2 separate regions of the Oryzias latipes genome follow, and region 2 is linked to region 1. The links are chromatin contacts, called in public Hi-C maps. All regions are on one chromosome and are shown on one strand. Each heading gives the region's core, a stretch centred on a gene start, on an enhancer-like site or on the middle of the called end of the contact. The rest is flanking DNA. Distances are from core to core; before and after follow the strand shown.

Region 1 (5,661 bases), core at 131-2,630:
TGCCGAAAACCCAGAGGTGAATTTCTAATGAACTACTGCTGCTCTGCAAAAACTATGTCCTAGAAAACTGTCAGAAGTCACAGCTCTGTCTCCCCCTCTGGTCACCGGCGGGAACACTCTCCAGAGTTCTTAATGCACTTCATTTCCCAGCAACCCCAGCGCACAGTTTCTGGATGCCACATATCTGACTTTCATGTGCAATCATTCACTGTATACTTGAGCACTGCATTGAGGCTTAAAGTATTGTTTGTGCCACTCTATCTAGAACTGATCTTCTCTTTCCTGACCCTGTTTCGTCTCTGACTGCGTTTGCTTGCCGCCTGCCCCGAATCGCGCCTGGATCCTGACTATTCTTTTTGTTTCTCTGATGCTCCCAAACCCGTTATTGACCCAAGCCTTCCTGACCCTGATTTAGCTTTGTGGCCTTTTTTTCTACTTTGGCTAAAAACAGCATGATCAAAATTAAAAGACCACTGAGAATGCTAAAAATAGATCAAAAGATGATCGAATTTTAAATGATTTTAATATTTTGATTTAAATTATATAAATGATTAATGGCTACATTTTTTAAGTTGTAAAGATGATCGAATTTTAAATGATTAATTTAAAAAATATGATCTAAAATATGCAATCAAAACTAACAATAATGGTTAAATTTTCATTTTTAAATGAAAAATTTAAATGGTTAAATGAAAATTTAACCATCTTTGTTAGTTTTGATTGCACATTTTAGAGCATATTTTTTAAATGACACTCCAAGAAATCCACCTAATCTGAGGAAGTCCCGCTGATGAATCATAATGAGCTTCTTTTTAAAGTAGGCACTTGGGTCCGGTCTCAAAATTGGTAACAACACAATATATTCCAAAGAGAGAAATTGAACCAATAAATAAGGACAACTGCCGGTAGATGTTGAAAATTACATTTGAATCCCAAACAGAACGAGGAGGAGAAAGCAGGAGAGTCACTGTTCAAACCAATAAAAGGATTAGGATTTATTCCCCGGGGCTGTGAGTGCTTCTTCTTTGAAGTTGGGGGGGGTATCAACAGGAAATTCTGTGTGTTAGCTCCAACAGCTGGAGACGAAAGCCAGTAGTGACTGCAGTGGAGTAAATGCAGCCATGTTTATTACTTGAGTAATTGCATCAAAGTGCTTCATAAGCCAAAAATGAAGATCTGCTCCACTATAAAATGCTCATGGCACCGGTGAACGTCGGTCATGACAACTTTTCAGATGCAGCCTACATGTCCTCCCATCCTCCGCTTGATTGCAATTTTTCTTTTTGTTGTCATCGTTTTCCTCCATGGCTCACATGTCCCTCTCGCACTCCTCTTTCTATGAATCCCTGATTGCGAGAGAAAGCCCTGAAGGAAGGATTAGCAGAAGTGAATAGAGGACAAGTTTGCCAGCTATTACATCCCAATGAAGCCGCTTTAAGCTTCACTAAGCTGCAACTGATAACTTTGCAGGCCATTAGCGCGAAAGCTAATGGCCTGAGTCTGCCATTTCTCTCTCCTCTTTTCCTCACAATCAACAACATAATGAGACATGCGGGTAAAAAACACTCTCCCTCAATACTCTCCCTGCTCTAAGAGCTAAAGGAAGTCGGCACTTCGTCCTGAGTAGGTTAACAGGAACAAGATAAGCGCTTTTTTTTGCTTTAAGCAGTTTTCTGCAATAATCGTCATGGAGTTTGAACAGAAAATGTGTGTGATTTTAGAGCGGGCGGGAGTATTTCAGATAATTCAGTGAAGAAGAAGAAGAAGCACATGTGTGGGCATAAAAAGCACAGAGGATTTTATGGAGGAAATGAAAGGCATCAATCAAAATAAAGAAGCTCGATGTGCTTCTTCTTAGCTTGCTGCGGCACACACTTAAGTAAGAAAAGAGCGGTCTGCGCTGTGCTTGAAGCCTCGACAGCTTGACTTATCGCTTCCTGATCAGGCTGGGAAGACATTGATCAGGAGAGCAGACTGGATCAATGTCATAATTTCACTCAGAGCCATCTCTCTGCATGCTCTTCAGTGATGTTCAATGGAAAAAAAGCTATTATCTGATCCAACACGCCCTTACATCATCATCCAGACCTGTTCCACAACTACACAGTTTTTTGTTGTGAATACTTAATCTATGTGATGATAAATAAAGTTTTCTCTGCTTTTGACCTTCCCTTGAAAAAGTTTAATAGCTCAGCAAATAAATGTGGCATTTAAAATTAACTCTGTAAAGTCAGAAAATTTAGTTTATTCAAATGAAGATGATTTTTTAACCTTTCGATGAAATCCAGAAAGAACATTTAGTAATATAAATTAATTTATGAGATATAGATAGCATTAATTATTTATTCATGCATTCATTCATTAATTATTTTCAAAGCACTTTCCACCACCATCCAAGGAGGCCCAAACACAGAGAAAAAAACTAACAAAGAACATTACACAGTCAGAAAACATAAAAAAAAAGAAAAATAACTATTTAAGGCACATAAACCAACGTAATAACAGTACTAGGCACATGCTAAAGCACTACAATTGAGGAACGATTCTTTTTTAAAACTCTCCAAGAGTGTAACCTCTTATTGCCAGTGGGAAATGGTTCCATAGTTTCCATAGAATCAGAATTTTAATAAAAAACAAGTTTTGCACTGGCAGCCAGTTCAAAGACATTATGATACGTTTAAGTGATGAGTCATGCTTGACAGCAGCTATTTTAAAAATCACTGCCTGGTAGGGAGTCAAAAGAGCCCACTCTCAAATGATGTGGCAGATTCTTTATTTTATTATTTTTTGCTGCGCGCTCTCAGCCTGCTCGTTCACACCAAATGCAATTTACGCGTCAGGGGCTTTGAGTTTCAACGGCTTTCAGCGAGAGGCCAGACAAAGCTGCTGTGGCGTGGGGAGGCAGCTAGCTTGGGCCTCCTAAACTTTACAATATTTTTCTTATTTTCACCGAGACAATAATAAAAAAAGATCCTTTGATTTTATTCTTTTTTTTTTATTTTTCCCCTCTCTGGTTAATGCGAGACATTAAGCCTTCAAAATGGTTAAATTCTTAAATAAAAAGGTTTTGTTATTCAGTTATTAGATCTTTATTTCATTTATTTGCATCAAAACAAAAATCATTACAATTTTATAAACTGTAAAATTTTATACTGTAAAACTGTTTTTAATTGCCCCCATTCTTTAAGTCTTCAAAATGCTTTTCATGAATACACTACAAAATGTTTAACACACAAAACATAGTTTTTTGCATCATTAATACGTTGGGTGATTTGTTAAGTTTTTGCTCACAACAATGTTAGTTTGAGATACAAAAAAACTGAGTTTTCAGGGGAAAAAAGCACGTTTTTTACAGACACACATGCCTGGTGTGTCTGTGGCTTTAGAGGTACACTACTGCTTCTTGCAAAACACTGATACACAAATATAATATGCAGAAAATTTAAACTAGACATTTATATTAGTATAAAAAAATATTCATAATGCTTTACAAGTAAAATAAAGTTTAAGTTTCAATTTTATTCAGGAAACACAATAATTAAAATGACTAGGTCTTTAATCTGCATCCACATGATTTATTATCGTCTTCTAGCCATCTGTAGTAATTATTTTACTACACTGCTCATCTGTGCAGAAGTCTAGGCTGCATTTTCATCTGTTTTACTTGGATTTTATTATAGCATTCACTCAGTGCAAATGTTGTATATGTGCTGTAGGTGCAGTGGTAATAAATGTGACCTTTTCAGATACATATATATGACAAATGTGTAATATTATGGAACAAAAGCCTGGTATCTATCCGGAAGAGCTACATGTAAATAGTACATGCTGTTGTAAATAAAATAAAAAGCTTTTGTACATAAATCTTTGCATGAATAGCAGAGAAATAAGGAAATTATTATCAAAAATGTTTTAATGGTTTGTAGAGACTGGAGAGTGTTTGCTTAACAGGATAGACTCAGCTCTACATGTTTACAGTGCTGCGCTCTTCACACGGACACATCTGAGACTGACATCATTTGCTGTTTCTGTCTGTGGTTCTGCTCTGTGGACAGCAGTCCAGAGGCTGGAACGATTTCAGGGTTCAGGCGATGCTGCTGAGCCCAATCTTAGCACTGTTGAACAAATTACATTCAGATGCCTGAAATATAGAAACACAACTGAATCAAGCCATCTTATAGTGGAGCTACAGAAGAACTTGAGAAGACTCATTTTCAGTTTCCCCAGTCTCTGCTTTAATTTCATAACATAAATCCGAGTACATTTTTAGATTAATTATTTTAAAAAAATGAAATTAAACACTGAAGAACACTTTTGACAATCTGGATATGAATCTGTTTCTCTGTTGTTTTTATGAGATTTTTAAAAATCAAGGACAAATACATGTATTATTTATACCTGATTGTGATAAATCTGCTGAATGTCTTGATATTTTTGGGGACTAGTCAAAAAATGTGTCATTCTCATATTTGTCCTGCTTTAAAATGTATTTACAAAATATACAAAAAAAATTCTCAGTAAAAACTAAATGAGATTATAAAATGTAGAGAGCTAAATGTAAGGCTCACTTATAGAAATGGTCTTCATAAGTAGAGCTGACATGTTGATTTAGTAGAAATGACACGCTTAAATTTAAAAACTGGTGGAAACGGCACCTCAGGGCTAACTGGCAGGTCCTTTAGGCACATTAAGGATTCTATATGAAAGAGTTACAATCAGTCAGAGCTTCAGAGACTCAGCTCCAATCCTATGTACACAAGAAATGAGTCCTCAAGCACTGCGGTTTGCATGCAGGAAAAAAAAGACATTTATTTTTGGCTGCACCTAGAGCACAACATTTGAGGTAAAGCTTGGTCTTAACTCGGATGGAAATCTACTGTAGCCCGCATGTGTTTATATTTTAAAGTCTATAGTTCATAAACTGCAGAAAGATTTTCATTTTCTAATCATGCTGCTGTAAATGTGATATGATCAGGGAGATAAAACCATGGTTTCATCAATTATTCAATAAAATGACATTATTTCTGGGACATACATAATTCTACACAAACTGTTACAGATGAAAAAAACTATATATTATGACTGCATGGTAAAGCTAGTAACGTTTTTTTCTGATGCAATGTAAAGAAATTCTCAGAGATCTGCATAAAATGCTTTATTTGCCAATTTTGGAAATGTATTTGTTTTCCTTTTATTTTGAAGCAATCTTTCTTGTTTGAGCCACTCCACTTTGCCTCCAGCCACCTGGCTAACTCTCCTAACCCTGTGTCTGCTCTTTTTTTTCTCCAGGTGGTGAAGTAGAGACCCCGAGGTACACCCAGTATTTCCACGGCAGCCTTTCGGGGCTGACAATCCGACCAGGCCGCATTGAAACGCAGAAGGTTATCTCATGTTTGCAGGCCTGCAAAGAAGGTCTTGATATTAACTCTCTGGAAAGCCTGGCTAAGGACATAAAGGTGTGTGGATCAGTGGAAACGCAGTTCTGACTCACAACATGCTCTCGCTTCCAGTAATAACTGCTTATTACCCAACCATGGCCGTGGAGGACAAGTAACTGTTGCAGTCAAGCAGGAGGCTGCAAATACTCCACTTTAACAAGGAACATCTCCTTTAAAAAATTTTCTGTCATGTTGTTTTTTCATGTTATAAATCAGCTCTAAC
Region 2 (5,749 bases), core at 2,452-4,951, 130 kb before region 1:
TAAGGATGTAGATGTTCCTGAGACGGTGCCTCCTGAAAATACACAACAAGGCACAAAGCCTAGAATCCTTTTCTGTGGTGTGTGCAGCCCTCCACACAGAAAAAGTTTAGTCTAAAGTATGAGACTCAAAGAGACTGCTTCTGGAGGAATGCTCAGTCTTTCCGCACCAAATAAATCAGGGTTTTCAGGCAGAATGGCTTTTTTTTGTTGCTCCATAGTCAGAAATTAAAGCAAAACGAAGCCCCTTTTTATAGACTGATTTTTAGATCACAATTTTGAATGTTTCGGCAAAAAAGCTGCTTTTCTTATGTGGTTAACTTTCGTCTTCATACATCCTCGGGGGATAAACAATTTTCTGAAGAGGATCATGTCTGGAGCAAGTCTGTGTCAGAATGAGGCAAACAAATAAGACACTTGTTGTTTAGATGTTCCGATTGTTCTCACAACAGAACACGAACCATAATTATTAAATCAATCTTCTGAAAGGAAAGGAAGTAAACATACACACATTGAGACTGTTTTTTACAAAGAGGCAAAAACAATCTAAATGCCAAAGGTTTGGGTCAACCGGACCCCGAGAAGGAGGGTCTAACGGCAGGGATGCCCAGTTTAGCCTAATCTGTTTAGTTTAGCAATTACCAATTGAATTGTGTGACTTTCTGTTCATTATTATTTCATGTTCTTATACAATTACTGATATGAATCCCAATGAGATGACTATTGTTGTTATATTAGGCTATAAGAATAAAGTAAGCAATTGTAGGATGATGTATTATGAAAACATCATGTAAATAGGTAAAAATTGATGTATTTATTATAAGGAAGATAGACTTGTGACTTTGAGTTCAAAACTTTTTTTGGCTCATTTTTTCCAGAACTCATGGTTTCTGCATTAGAGGTTTTCATATATTTGATGTTTTTGTTGTTGTTTTCTGTCTTTTCTTTTAGTCTTTGGGTCTTGTAATCCCATCGGTGCTAATATACAAACAATTAATGTTGTTTAAATATTTAATTTTCTGTGCAACAAACCATATTGTGAATTAATTTGATTACTTTTACAACTTCATACTGCATAAACAATTCTATCACTTCAACTTTGATAAGTACCAACCATATAAGTCCTAAATAATATTTTTTTTTTGTGCTTTATCTTCTCTAATTTGCCTTAAAAAAATCATTATTGCTTTCTTGTTCATTTGACAAGAACAGAAGAGCCTGATTCAAACACTGAGTAAGTGAATAAAGGAAAAACATTCAGTATTTTTTAATACTAAAAAAGTGTTTGCACTATTATGCACTTTTGATACAATGTATTTTTAAAAATTAAGCGTTTTATAGAATTTTATAAATAAAATAATATAATAGATCTGACAGGAGATTGATTGGAAAGACTGATTAAAACACACAAGCCCCTCATCAGATCTTTGTGACCTCTGAGTCTGACCTGTGGCGTGCAGATGGTCTCTGGCCAGCTCAAACAGCCTCATATGCTGGTTAGTGATTGGATTAAAAGAGCCGCAGGCTAACAAAACCAGAGGAACACGGCGGGTGACCATCATGACTAACCCTCCCACTCCTTGGTTAATAAACCTGAAAGGAAAGACAAAACTTGTCTCAATAATGTTATAGTTCAGAGAGCCGCATACATCAGAAATATTCAGAGAAGATGCAGAAAATCAAACCAATCAGATATTTTTATGTTAAATAGCAGCTGTCTCATTTGAAAAGAATAAACTGTCATCTGGAACAGTCTGAATGCAGCAGCTACAGTCTGAATTTTATTATGATCACGTGACAAGGCTGACAGAGAAACACATAAACATAGATATGCATCTGCGTGTCAGGAAACAAAATTCAAACATTAATACTAAAGGCTTTTGGTATACAGGGGAAGCTAATGTTGTAGTACTAGTACAGTACGTTTTACGGGAGGTAGAAATAATCAAACGAACAGCCAGGAAATTCCTGTAAAAAAAATCTTAAAAAGATAATAGCAATACCCAATTTTAAAAAAATCATATATGTTAAACCTGTAGTGTTAACCTAAACCAGCTGCGTCTGACTAACGGGGTGCTTTAGCGATTAGCTCACAAAACTATATTACAAAATGACAAATTAATCTGACTAAATCAGTGGAATCAACACTTTAAGCTACCATTACTCTGACTCTTCAATCCACTTCAATCAAAATGTAATATGATTTTGTGATTTGATTACCTTCTTGGTGCATTTGGTTAGTGCGTCACATGCATATGCCTCCCCGAGTTCAAGCTTTCCGTCGATGGTTCCGCTGGGAACGTGTTGCTAAAGTGCGACCCCTGGTGGATAGAAATTCAAAATTTGTGCAAAGGGAGCTCTCCATGGTTCTAAATTGAGTCATTTGAGTGAATTTTTAGAACACTAAACAATGTAAATGGGTTATAGAGACCAGAATAAAGGACCACAAATAATGCAGTGACTTTCAAACTGGGGCAGAAATAATGATTAAAAAAATATATTCATCAGTGTGTTTATTTAATCAAGAAACTGCAAACAAAAACGAGACAGAATTTTTTTTAAATTACCTCTACATTTCCAAAGAGGTACATTAATCATTTTAAAGGTTAATAAGTAAGTAAATATAGTTTAGTAAGTAAATATATATTATATAATATTCCATGGTCTAAATGTAACTTTTCCCATTAAAAAAATATGCATGTGTAATTAGAGCAAAAAATTTTGCGTTGTGGATCATGATATTATTATAGTGGCAGTATAAACAATACTAGCAGAAAAAAACCATAAATATTAATTGTTCACATTGACAAGATTTGTGGGTCTTGTGAAACAGATATATATTTTTTGGGAATGACGTAGCACATGTAAGTGCCTGCTGCTCAACTAATGTCTTAGAAAGTACAAAAACAAAAGAAAATTCAAAGTTCTGAAACATTTAAAAAAAGAAAATCAGCTTTCAACGTCATAGCTTCCTGTGTCTCTGCCCTGAGGTTCAGTAAACAACTGTAAATAAATATGACTACCTTTATTGTCAGCTTGTGTGCTTTATGTTAATTAGTCTTCAAAATTATGTGATTTTTCTCTTTGAATAGTAGTAGTAGTCTTTTTTATTTACACACTGTTAACACCAGAAGAGTAAGATAATTAGGTATTTCAATAGCATTTATTTAATATTGAATACAATCATTAAAATGTGCTTGTGTAAAGTACAGTAGCACTATTAATCACGTTAATTAGGGTACAGATCACTGCCACAGCTGTTTTTAGTATTACATTCATTAAAATGAGTTTGCTTCTAAGTAAGGAGAAAACCATTTTGCATTCTTTTTTTTATCAGTATTATTTGGTTGGTATTTTACTCAGTCTTTGGCTCAAACAGGTCATTTGTCCACCCCAGGTAATTTTTCTCTGCATCGTCAAGTCAGCCCAACAGATTCAGACTTTCACCAATGAGAAGGACTTTGCTTGTCAAATTAAAACTCCACAGATGTATCAATCGTCGAACAAAACATATTTCAAGCAGATATAATAAATGCAATATCGTATAGATTGTTTTTATTTCCCCCCTATGCAGACGAGGCCTGTCGTTTTGTCTTTATCGAAACTGGGGAAACATCCTCTCTAATAAGAGTTTTATTTTGAAAAAACAATTCCGGAAAGGAAGTCTAGTTGACGCTGGGTAAACGTCAGCGGGTGTCAGTCTCTCTCTTTTCGATGACTGTCTCAGTGACTGTCTCTCGACCTGCCCACGGTCCCTGGCGTGCGTGGCCAGCTGAGAAGCGTTCGTGCTCCGTGGGAGAGCCAGGATTTGGAGGCGAGCAGGAGACGGAGAGACATCGCAACAACATGAAGACACGCGGGTTCCCGTTTGTGCTTTTCTGGCTGTTCTGGGGCCACTCCTGCGCTCTGGCAGGAAAAGGTAGGAAAAAGAAGATAAGGCCAAAACTATTTTTTTAAGTATATCATTTGCATTTTTATTTTAAACGTTGCAGTTGCAGAAGTTGGATCGAAGAGCAACTAGATTTGTGCAAGAACTTGGCTGATTCTTTCTTTGATGTTATTATTCGGAGATTTTTCTTTCAGTTCTTAAAGATTTAGAGCATTGATAATATGCTTTTTTCTTTGACATTATTCTAATAATGAGGTTAGTTATGATCAAGGAATAAAAACCAAAAAGTATTTAATTAGAGTGATGGTTTGATTTTTTATGCCTGTTCATTGAGTTTATTTATTATCTGATAATTTTAAGTACAAACATGTAGTAAGTCACACTGCTTATGAGAGCTGTAGCAAAAAGAAGATCATTCTTGTTATGTTTGGTATTAGATCAGCTATCAATAATAATCAGTAGAGATTCATTTGGGAATTTAGAGTGTGGATGTCTTAGAAACAACTTAAAAAAAAAAGCATTTCCAGGAAGTTGAAGGATGTAATAATTTTTGCTCTTTATCAGTGGAAAAACTAAAGACCTAGAAAAATAAACATTAACTTCTTGAATGTTTTGTTACATTTGGGATCTCAGACATTTGATCGTAACAAATATCAGGTCTTTTGAAAGGAGAAACTTTCAGTTAAATTGGAAAATGTAACCGAACTGTTGTGATTTTTTTCTGTTATGGGCTTAATGAATGAATAACTTCCTCCCAGCTCTAACATGGTCTTAGATAGCAAACAGTCAAAATGTCTCCCTTCTGATCTTTGAAATCTTTCATTAACAATACATGTGTAAGGCTGAGATACTTCTGTTGAGCGTTCGCGATTGGTTGGTTATCTATCGATTTGTGCATGTATTGAGCAGGTCTCTGGGAGGGCGGCCATGGGCAGAGTGCTGATTTTTAATCACACCCTCACTCTGTGATGCCCCTTTTCGTCTTATTTCTGTCTGTCTTACTCCCTCACTCGCACACGTAAACACACAAACAGGGACTGGTGTTGCCAATGAAGAAGAACTGGGGTTTACAGTGCTATTAATTGGGTCTCTGGAGTGAGAGCGCCAGGCTGGCTGGCTGTCTGCACTCCGGCAAACATTATCATTATTTTTACTGTTTATAGAAATCCAACATGTCGCCAAGAGCAAGAGAGAAAGCTTAATGAAAGGGCTATTTGCTGTTGAGACTTTGGAGTTTCTTTTTTTCCGTTTTTTTTTTTTCGAACTGAGTAAACAGAACTTGGTTTTGCAACAGTGTAGACTTGTGCCATTGTTTTTTTTCTTTAGAATTTTAAATCTTTCCATGTCTTTATTTGTGAAAAATGTATTTTAGGACTACAGAAAGGTAAGCATGGCTAGTGAGGTAAAAAAATGACCTCTTGTGCTTGAAAACAAAGACAAACAGATGACGGATTAACCCCTTCATGCTTTGTTAATACCAAATAATATTCTTCAATGTTTTTTTTTCCACTCAAGGTGGTGCTAAATTAAAGAATCACTCCAATGAAAAGATGTTTTGGTGTTTTCATTATGCTGTTGTGAATCAGGGGCAGATGCACAAATGCTTTTGAAAAAAGCTTCTAAGTGTGACATGCAAATTACTATGGCAAGCCGCGAGCTCCCTGCTCTGCTCCATTCTGATGCATCCACTAGATCCATGAACATCTTTGTTTCCTTTGTCTGAGCTGGCATCTGGCTCAAAACTGTACAGCTGGACAGCTCCAATATTGCTCGCCATTTTTGTTGCACCGCTAATATTAGCTCGGGGTTGTGAAGGACTATAAGCCAGCAGGAGAGCGTGTAAACAAAGAGGTTGATAGGAAA

Evidence for each region. A called contact is a pair of places that touch in the nucleus more often than the background predicts.
Region 2: a contact with region 1 is called in a Hi-C map of gastrula embryo, with 1.8 times the contacts expected there. The contact joins the promoter of LOC101166581 here to the enhancer-like site in region 1. A contact is called at or near these places in 3 of 5 Hi-C or Micro-C datasets (embryo and gastrula embryo).

The regions. Positions count from the first base shown.
Region 1 is chr17:21,364,375-21,370,035 of ASM223467v1, reverse strand. LOC101166581 (calsyntenin-2) reads left to right here. Exons shown (of 18, transcript XM_011486645.3): 11 at 5,290-5,456. Among protein-coding and RNA genes, the nearest start is that of LOC101156850, 98 kb to the right of the region's middle. Within about 2 kb of position 1,380, at least 1 of the 8 cell types and tissues checked has an H3K27ac peak or open chromatin away from gene starts, as enhancers often do. A contact at or near this core is called in gastrula embryo, where this site is marked.
Region 2 is chr17:21,493,817-21,499,565 of ASM223467v1, reverse strand. LOC101166581 (calsyntenin-2) reads left to right here and starts at 3,701. Exons shown (of 18, transcript XM_011486645.3): 1 at 3,701-3,916. The coding sequence starts at 3,712. nmnat3 (nicotinamide/nicotinic acid mononucleotide adenylyltransferase 3) reads right to left here and starts at 2,301. Exons shown (of 5, transcript XM_011486648.3): 1 at 2,218-2,301; 2 at 1,445-1,590. The coding sequence starts at 1,559.